2 separate regions of the Sus scrofa genome follow, and region 1 is linked to region 2. A link is a contact called in public HiChIP or PLAC-seq data. All regions are on one chromosome and are shown on one strand. The core of a region is the stretch at or near the end of the contact, and the rest is flanking DNA. Distances in the headings are between cores, read along the strand shown.

Region 1 (4,709 bases), core at 1,956-4,455, 150 kb after region 2:
ATCTTCTCCTTTTCAGTGACCAAAGGATTTGAAAATAATGCAAATTTCTGAAGTCAGTGAGTTGAGAGATCTGCGTGTTTACCACCAAATTACCACCAAAACAGCAATGAAAAACTTTGGCTGTAAATCTGCAAATCGACCACATGGTGCCCTCTGCTCCAGGATGAAAGCCCTCTATGAGCAGAAGGACTCCTGCTGGGTAAAGCTGGAGGCTGCTCAGTCTTTGTTGCTTGTCAAAGCCAAGAGCTGAATCAAATCAGATGGGTCTTTAAAAAAATGAACAAAGCACATGGGTCTTTTAAGAAAAAAGTGTTGGTCAGCTAAAGCCTTATTTAAAAACACATGGTCATTCTGCCTTTTGTGGTATCGGAAGACCAAATATAGTATCTGCAGGATGTATGCTATTATAGTTTAGCAACTATTTCCCAAAAGTGGCTGGGATTCTAAAAATACTCAAGTCTTATCCTCTTTTTTTTCTAGATAAAGCTCCACTCAGCCTGTCTTTAGAGTTTTGTGAAAATTCCACCCCTTTAGTTAAGTGTCTAATGCTGGAATTTTTGTTTTGCTGTATGTTTTTTAATTTTTAAAGTTCTATTACAACTTATTTTCAAATCGTTAAATGAATGCAATTGCATTATAGATTGTAGTATAGGATATCCTGCAATTGTGTCAATAGCATCATAATGAAGGGCTCTGGTCTTTCACTGACTAGATTATAGTAATTTTGTGAATAATTATTCCACCAACTCTGCAGTCACCATATCCAAATTTATTTGTGCAAAATGACTTTAAAAGATTTTTAAACCTCATCAGAAGAGAAGTTAAATCTAACGCAGAACCAAATCCTCTGGTAAATTGTTGAGGTCTGCCACTGTAACAAGAATCTAACTAGGTTTGTTTTGTGAACATGAGTAATTGATGGTACTGTTGGCATAGGATTGAAATGTTTCTGTCTGAAGAGAGAAGGCCATTTCTGGAAACTATCATTCACATCCTAATTATAGGCCCAACTGGTACTCTTCAATTGGTAAAGTAGGTGGTAGATTAACCCAGCAACCTGGCCAGCTATGTCTCTCGAGCAGGCCATAGAAACTACTTTAAAAGACAGTGAAAAGAAACCAGTCACTTCAGCCAGTGTTGAGCTCTTTAACAATCTTTTTAAACTACACGCACGACCAGGGTCTGTGGTTGTGTATTCCAGAGCTCCCTGCAAAGCTTCACTTCTTCCCTCCCTTAGCAAAATCATATTGACTGTGTTGGGTGACACTTAAACTATGACACTTCCTGCAGTTAAAATCAGTCACCCAGATTCTTTTAAAACTCCGTCCTGATTTGGTTTGGGAAAGTAAGTTCCTGACATATCTGTTTCTCTACTTTTTCTTCCACTTTTAACAGGTTAAGAGGCAGTCTAGTCCCTCTGACTATCACAGCTTTGTGGCTGGGTTTCTGTACAGACTCTCTCTCCATCCCACTGCCTCTCCCTGAAAAAAAAAAAAAAGCTTTAGGAGAGGCTTGAAATTATATACTATGAGGAAAGTTTTCTCCATTACTCTTTTGGATCTGCTGCCTGTCATTATGTTATTTTGAGGGAGAAGATCATTGTTTTTTGAAAGGGAGACAAGCTTGGGTTGGGGGGTGGGGGAGACACACTGTTGCCCTTTGACAATTTGCAGATTTCTGAAGCAGGAAATTGGAACAGTAAAGCCCTGATCATCTTGGGGATGATTATTCAGCTGGAGTCTTAGTCCATCTCCCTTGCCTTTCTGCTCTTTTGCCTTTTCTTTCCAGGATCTAAGGATATTTCATTCCTCGTTAAAACCACCACCTGGTGATGTGCAGAGGAAGAGAAAACTAATTCCATCCAGTCCCTTTTTATAATGTAAACAACTGTCCTGCTTTGACTGAAGAGAATGAATAGTTTGAAATTGACAGTGAATCCAAAAAGGAGGTCCAGATCTTGAAAGCGACTCACATAGGGACTACATGTAATAGGAGCTGAGCAAGTGGGATTTGAAAGTACAGCAGTTTTCTACCCCCTCGATCACTGGTTCTCTCAAAATCTCAGAGATTTTGCCCCTGCCTGCCCCTGCCTGCCCCACCCCCTCCACATCCTCAAAGGGACCTTTGGCAATGTTTGGAGACATGTTTTCTCCAACATGTTATGACTTGTGAATGATATTGGTATCTAGTGGGTAGGAACCAGGAATGCTTAAAATCCTGCAGTGCACAGGGCAGTGACCCACAGCAAAGAACTATCTAGCCCCAAATATCAATAGTAAATAAATGATCACGTGCAATTCTGTTTTAAGTATGATAAAAAGTAAGTTAAATCATATTTTGATCCTTCCTTGACTATATTTACAATTGTTTGCAATTTTTTTTTATTTTCAATTAATTTATTTATGTATTTATTTAGCGCTGCACCCACGGCATGTGGAGGTTCCCAGGCCAGGGGTCCAGTCAAAGCTACAGCTGCCAGCCTACACCACAGCTGTAGCAACATCAGATCTGAGCCACATCTGTGACCTATGCCACAACTCACTTAATCACCAGATCCTTAACCCACTGAGTGAGGTCAGGGAGCAAACCCGCAACCTCACCATTCCTAGTCAGATTCCTTTCCTCCTACGCCATGATGGGAACTCCACAAATGTGTTTTTAATTGCTCTCCATTCAGTGCCTATTTTTATTTCCAAAATTAGGTAAATTTGAAATCAGTTTTTACTTAATATTCTCAATCAAAACAAAAATTTTTAAATATCACCAATCCCTAAGGACTGGAATCTGTATTAAACTGAAACAAATTGATTTACACAAAGCTAACTTAACCCTAACTCTTAAGAGGTCTGCAAAGTATCAGGAACACCTGTCTAAGGGATAGCATTTTACTTTGTCCCTCTTCTTTTCCCCTCTCACATAGGCAATAGTATATATTCAAAGTGCGTAAGATTTTTTTCCCAGTCTCTAGAGATATTCTCTGTGTCTTGAAATACTGACTAAAATGAAATAAGCACTGTTTTTGAAAAAGAGCTATAAAGAAAGGAGAGGTTAAGGAAATGGGCAATTTCCTTTTTGTCACATTCGTAACAGGACCCAGGGACAGATTTCTTAAGAACAGACCAAAATGTTTGGCTTTCTCTTTGCCTGTGTCAGCCAGGCCTAGTCATCAGCTTACCTAATCACCAACTGCCCTAAAATAACCTCTGCACCTCAAGCAGCCTCAAAATGTAAGAAGGCAGCACAAGAATAGGAGCTGACATTATGAGCATTATTAATAGCAGGTGGAAATCCAATGTGTTAGACTGAAATTAATCTGGTCCTGTTTCTTTTGTGTGTTGGAATGCAGATAGACAACTGCAAACTGATCTGAGGTTTGAGCCCACAGTTTGAATCTAGTACATAGCTGGCTGAATTTGCAGATCTTTTATCAGACAGGACAACATGTGGCCTGGCCAGTATTGTAAGTGTAGAAAATCTTCTAAGATAGGAATAACCTAGTGACTTACCGTGGTCCAGAACATCTTCAGCATTTCGTTTAACCCTCTGTGGCAGTTTACACATTTGTTTGGCATGTCCAAAAGGAGCCAGGAAGCTCTACCCCGTGGAACTTTCTGCAATGAGGAAGTTTGCATAACTGCCGTGTCCAACTCACTTGACCACTAGCTATTTGTGGTTACTGAGCACTTGAAATGTGGTTAGTGCACCTAAGGGAAATGAACTTTTAATTCTATTTAATTTTATTTTATATAACCACATGTGCTCATGACTACTGTAGTAAATAATGCCAATCTGAAAAACAGTAACTCATTATTCCACATCTTAATTATAGATAACTTGAATCTTCTTTTTTCTCAATTATAAATATAACAAAATTAAAGAATGGTTAGAAAATAAAAGGAAATTCTGTTCAATACCCATAATTTTATGATCCTTCACAGAATTGTTAGGCATTCGGTAATGTTAAAGATTTTATCCAATGTATTTTTAGATGAATTAGATATAATTTGTCTTATTTTGTTGTATTTTATCTGTTAAAACCTTCTTTTTTCATTTTAATTATGAGTGGAATATATATTTCTGCTACTAAATAATATTCATAAGCTATCAGAGTGAATGATTGCCTTTCTTAGATTGAAGCATCGTAGTTTATTTATTTCCCCTATTTTTGAAATCTTAGGTTATTTCATTTGTTTGCTTGCTCGCTTGGTCTTATGGTCATTATGAAATAATGCTGTAGTCAACATGTGAAAGCAGATTAACATTTCTTCTCTTTAGGACATGTTTACATGCCAATTGTTTGAGTCTAATATACGTTAACAGTTTATACAGTGAATCATTTCACTGCCACAGATTCATTTTGAAAAAGTACTTTATCACTATTTTTGTCAAAAATAGACTTTAAAGCCACAAAAGGAAAAGAAAGCCAAGACTTTTCTCTCTGTACCACAATTAATTCAGTAATTTATAAGACAGATTATTATTCCCTCCTGTATAACACGAAGAATTGCTGATAAAATATAACTGCACTCAGGGCTGATAGCATAAACCGCTTTGCAAGTGGGGAATAAGTTCACACGCATAAATCCTACAAATAAAATCCTCCTTTGGAGATCCATAGAGATAAGAAAACTAATGGAAGTTATACAAAAAACCCAGAACACCCCCTTTTATTTTGTTCATTGTAAGTATATGTACTTACGTATTATTAC
Region 2 (5,082 bases), core at 1,006-3,505:
TTGTTGTCTGAGGGAAACAGTTGTACTAATCTAATGTTGGTATTTACTCTAAGATTTCAATAAATAAATCCCTGTTCTGAAAGGGAACAATGCCCTTTTGATATGCTTTGCATATTTCTCTTCCAAGGGTGTCCCAAATAGGTTGACTCCAAATATTTCTGCTAATGAGATGGCCTTGAAATATCACTGCTGTGACTATAGGCATAAATAGTGAATTTCATTAAGTTCCCACTTTGGATGGTGTAGTAAATCTCAGAACAACCATGGGTGGTAGATAGCTGAAGAGCTTTGTTGGATATAACTAATTTATTCTGGTGCACCTACTAGCTATCTTACATAGCAATTCTGTTTGTTTGTTTGTTTGTTTGTTTTTGTCTTTTGTCCTTTTAGGGCCACACCTGTGGCACATGGAGGTTCCCAGGCTAGGGGTTGAGTTGGAGCTATTGCTGCGGGCCTATGCTGGAGCCACAGCAATTTCAGATCCAAACTGCATCTGCGACCTACACCACAGCTCACGGCAACACCGGATCCTTAACCCAGTGAATGAGGCCAGAGATCAAACCGGAAACCAATGGTTCCTAGTTCGATTCGTTTCAGCTGAGCCACGACAGGAACTCCTTAACATAGCAATTCTAACTCAGTCTTAGGTTACTTTAAGTACATAAAACTATTTTTTTTTTGGGGGGTGCACCCATGGCATATGGAGGTTCCCAGGCCAGGGGTCCGATCATAACTATAGCTGCCAGCCTACGCCGCAGCCACAGCAACACCAGATCCGAGCCGTGTTGGCGACCTACACCACAATCATGGCAACGCCAGATCCTTAACCCACTGAGCAAGGCCAGGGATCAAACCCACAACCTCATGATTCCTAGTCAGATTCGTTAACTGCTGCACCACAATAGGAACTCCCATAAAACAATTTAGCACTGTAAAATCCTTTGTGAGCCCAAAGGATTACTAAATTTTAAAAAAAGACTCTAGTTTGAGAGAGGCATGAAGATATTGATTAAATTCTCCCTTTACATCACTCATATTTATTTATTTATTTATTTATTTATTTATTTATTTAATGACTGTAGCTGTGGCATGTGGTAGTTCTCAGACTAGGGGTCAAATCAGAGCTGCAGCTGAGGCCTATGCCACAGTTTGCATCAATGCTAGATCCTTAACCCACTGAGCAAGGCCAGGGATTGCACCTGCACCTTTACAGAGACAATGACAGATCCTTAACCTGCTGAGCCACAGGTTTATAATTGAGGTACTAATACCCGGTACCTCAAGTGATATTACATAGTATATGTACAATAAATTTAATTTAATCAAATCTTTAATATTTTGTCCCCAATTATATTCTGCTTTATCAGTTCTTAAATGATTATCTCTTTTGGTGTAAATCTTAGTGAGTATCTGTTGGATTCAGGGTGGATAGAGGGATTTTTCTAAGTTAAGAATATGCACAGCTTTGAGGATACATGTAGTTACATGGGAATGACCATTTCTCCACCTCTTCGCCAATGCTGTTTTGGCAAGAGCAGGCCAATTATCTTGTAGAATGTTCCATAGTCTGAATTTGTCTGATTGTTTTCTCATGGTGGTGTTTAACTTGTTTCTCTATCACCTGCATTTCCCATAAACTTGAAGTTACATCTAAACACTGAAGTAGTTTTAGGTTCAACATTTTTGGAGCAAATACTTCATAGGTGATGCTGTGTACTTCATGTTGCATTTCATCCTGGGGCACATCAGGTCACATTAGCCCTCTATTCATAATGCTCAGTTTTGATGGTACCCACCATTGTGAAGGTACATTTCTCACTTCACAATTCGAAAGTGATTGAAGGAATGAGTCTAATGTTAAGCATATTGTTCATATCTGCAAGTTATTGGCTAAGGAATTAATTTCCACTTTTGAGATTTTTGTTTGGAGTGGGGGTAGGAGGATTCCAACCCTTCTCCCTTTACACCAGGCAGGTTCCTACTTATGATTGTGCCCTTGAGGATAATCAGGCCAATGAAACCTAGACAGTTCTTTTATTAAAACCATTTTAAGGGTTTGAATATAGACAAAAGATTCAGCCAGGGAATTTCAGAATTGTGTGTGGGGGGTACTTTCAGCTTTATTTACTTTTTAAATAGGAAATACATTCATGTGATGCAAAGTTCAAAATGTAAAGGGTGAACAGTGAAGGACCTCTGTTCTAGTTCTCTCTTGTTGCATAGCAAACAACTCCAAAAGAGTGGCGAAAACAGTAATGATGTCACTAGTTGGTAATGAAGCCAGAGGTTAATGAGTCAGTTCTGCTTTAGGGGCCCTTATGCAGTTACTGTCAAAAAGTGGCTATAGCTGGGGGCATCTCAAAGATTTCCTTATTCATATGTCTGGTGCTGGAGCCTAGAAGATGTGAGCAGCTGGCGATTCTGGTATTTTTCTTCCCTCTCCCCTGGAGTGACTGTCCCAAGAGGAAGCTGTAGATACTGAAGAGTCGTTTCAAACACTTCCTTGGATGTCATGCAGCATCACTTCTCCTGCATTCTTTTTTTTTTCTTAATTGAAGTATAGTTGATTTACAATATTGGGGTTAGTTTCAGGTGTACAGCTCAGTGATTCAGTTATACATACAAACACACACATATTCTTTTTCAGTTTCCTTTCCCTTACAGGTCATTACAAAATATTGAGTGTAGTTCCCTGTGCCATACAGTAAGTCCTTATTAGTTATCCATTTTATATATATATTAGTGTGTATGTGTTAATCCCAAAGTCCTAATTTATCCCTCCCCTGCCACGTTTCCCCTTTGTTACCATAAATTTGTTTTCTAAATCTGTGTATCTCTTTCTGTTTTGTAAATAAGTCAATTTGTATCCTTTTTTTTTAAAGATTCCACATGTAAGCAATGTCATATAGTATTTGTCTTTCTCTGTCTGGCTTACTTCACTGACTATGATAATTTTTAGGTCCATCCATGTGCTGCATTATTTCATTCTTTTTGTGGCTGAGTAATATTCCATTGTATATACATACCACGTCTTTATCCAGTCGTCTGTCTATGGACACTTAGTTTGCTTCCTTATCTTGGCTATTGTAGATAGTGCTGCAGTGAACATTGTGGTGCATGTATATTTTCGAATTATACTTTTCTTCAGATAAATGCTCAGGAGTGGGATTCATCAGGGCAGTGGCAAAGGCCCACCAAACTTCAAGAGAAGTGTCATAGACTCCACCTCCTGATGGGAGCAGTGTCAGAGAATTTGCAGCTGTGCTTCCAAACCATTGTGCAACCTCTAAAGCTCTTTTTTCCCACTCAGTTAACTTTTACCAGTGCAACCAATATCATCAGTTTCTTTTGAAGCATTTAAGAGCTGCTCTATATACAAGATAAGCATATACTTCTTCCCACTTAGCATAATGTAGGCAGTGTTCTGTTCCTTATTTTTTTAGCAGTATTTCATGTAGATTATTTGAATCAGTCTATTAAAGTAATTTTAATTTTTAAAATACTCATACAGTATTGCATTTTATTATGGTACACATTGCATAGATGTACCATAATGCCTTAACCATTCCCTTGTTAATGCATATTTAAGTCATTTCTAATCTTTTAATATTATAAACAATACTAATATGAATAATTTTGGACATACATATATCATTTGGTATATATATGTAAACATATTTGTATTATAAATCCCTAGATATAAAATTACAAGCTTAAGATGATATAAATATATATATTTTTGATAACTATTGCCATATTGCCTTCATATAGGATGCAAAGATTTTTGCTTCCATCATACATGAGAAGGTCTGCTGTATTATATCCTTAAAAAATAGAGTTTTCTCAAATGTTTTGGGTTTGCTATGTCAAAAATTAGTTTTCATTCAGTGTGCTTTTCATGTGCATTCTTTTCACGAGTGAGTTTGAGCACTTATTTTCCCATGTCTAAGAACCACTTGTCCTAAAAAAGTTAAAGATCATTTTAACACAGATGTTTGAGATGAGTGAAAAAGTGAGATATTCCACATTTTTGATAAACATAAAGACCTTTTGGTTTGAAAAATCCTATTTTCCTGACTCCTGTAAATGAGTAAGCTGTGAGCATTTATCTCTTTTGTGATCCTTAGAGTTGCTGCGTCTCTCAAACCCAGCCTGAAATTCCCAGGTGGGCAGTAATGGCTTTGAGATATTATAATTAGATGATAACCAGTCCTTATCAGGAAAACTCATATTTTAAGAAAGGTTTCCTCACTCTCCCTTAGGGCTTACTATAAAACTTTCATTATTTCTTCAAACCTTTCTCCAGCATCTTGATTCGAAATAAGTGACCTGTCTTTGGATTTTGTGTACTTCCTTCAGCTTCCTCCTTACGCTCCACTGTTACTGTCTCTTCCTCTCCCTCCTCAGCTAATATTTTATTTTTTGGATTCATTGGATACATGAGTTTAGTCTGGTACAGTGACATGATGGTAAGTAACAAATTGAATTTTCGCAAAATTCTGTAGGCAAGAGAGAGAACAAATTGGTGTAGTTGAGAAGATACTACCTGTCATTCACTCACCTGGCCATGGGCTAGTTGGACATCTTTCTAGGGACTCTGTTTTTTCAATAGGAAAATGAGGATAATTTTTAACTTACAAAAACTGGGTTGTGAAGATGAAGAGAAAGAATATTTTCAACCAATATTTATTGAACGTCTATTGTGTCCAGGTGTCTTTGTATTCTTTTTTTTAACCTTTTTAAAATTGAAGTATAGTTGACTTACAGTGTTTCAATTGTACAGCAAAGTGATTCAGTGATATACACACAATACACTCTCTCTCTATGCACACAGATGCATATATTCTTTTTTCAGATTCTTTCCATTATAGGCTATTACAAGATACTGAATATAGTTCCTTGTGCTCTATAGTAGGTCTTTATTGTTTACCTGTTTTATATATGGTGTATATATCTGTTGATCCCAAATTCCTAATCGATCCCTTCCCCCTTTCCCCTTTGGTAACCATTAGTTTGTTTTCTATGTAAGTGAATATATTTCTGTTTTTGTTTTGTGAATAAGTTCATTTGTGTCATTTTTTA

Evidence for each region. HiChIP or PLAC-seq counts read pairs in DNA pulled down with a chosen protein or histone mark.
Region 1: an H3K27ac HiChIP or PLAC-seq map of alveolar macrophages shows a contact between it and region 2. The contact joins two enhancer-like sites. A contact is called at or near these places in 1 of 47 Hi-C or Micro-C datasets (fibroblasts) and 1 of 2 datasets of contacts at active chromatin or transcription factors (alveolar macrophages).

The regions. Positions count from the first base shown.
Region 1 is chr1:223,511,321-223,516,029 of Sscrofa11.1, forward strand. No RefSeq gene overlaps it. Among named protein-coding and RNA genes, the nearest start is that of MAMDC2, 28 kb to the right of the region's middle. Within about 2 kb of position 3,206, at least 10 of the 83 cell types and tissues checked have an H3K27ac peak or open chromatin away from gene starts, as enhancers often do. A contact at or near this core is called in alveolar macrophages, where this site is marked.
Region 2 is chr1:223,359,131-223,364,212 of Sscrofa11.1, forward strand. No RefSeq gene overlaps it. Among named protein-coding and RNA genes, the nearest start is that of MAMDC2, 180 kb to the right of the region's middle. Within about 2 kb of position 2,256, at least 4 of the 83 cell types and tissues checked have an H3K27ac peak or open chromatin away from gene starts, as enhancers often do. A contact at or near this core is called in alveolar macrophages, where this site is marked.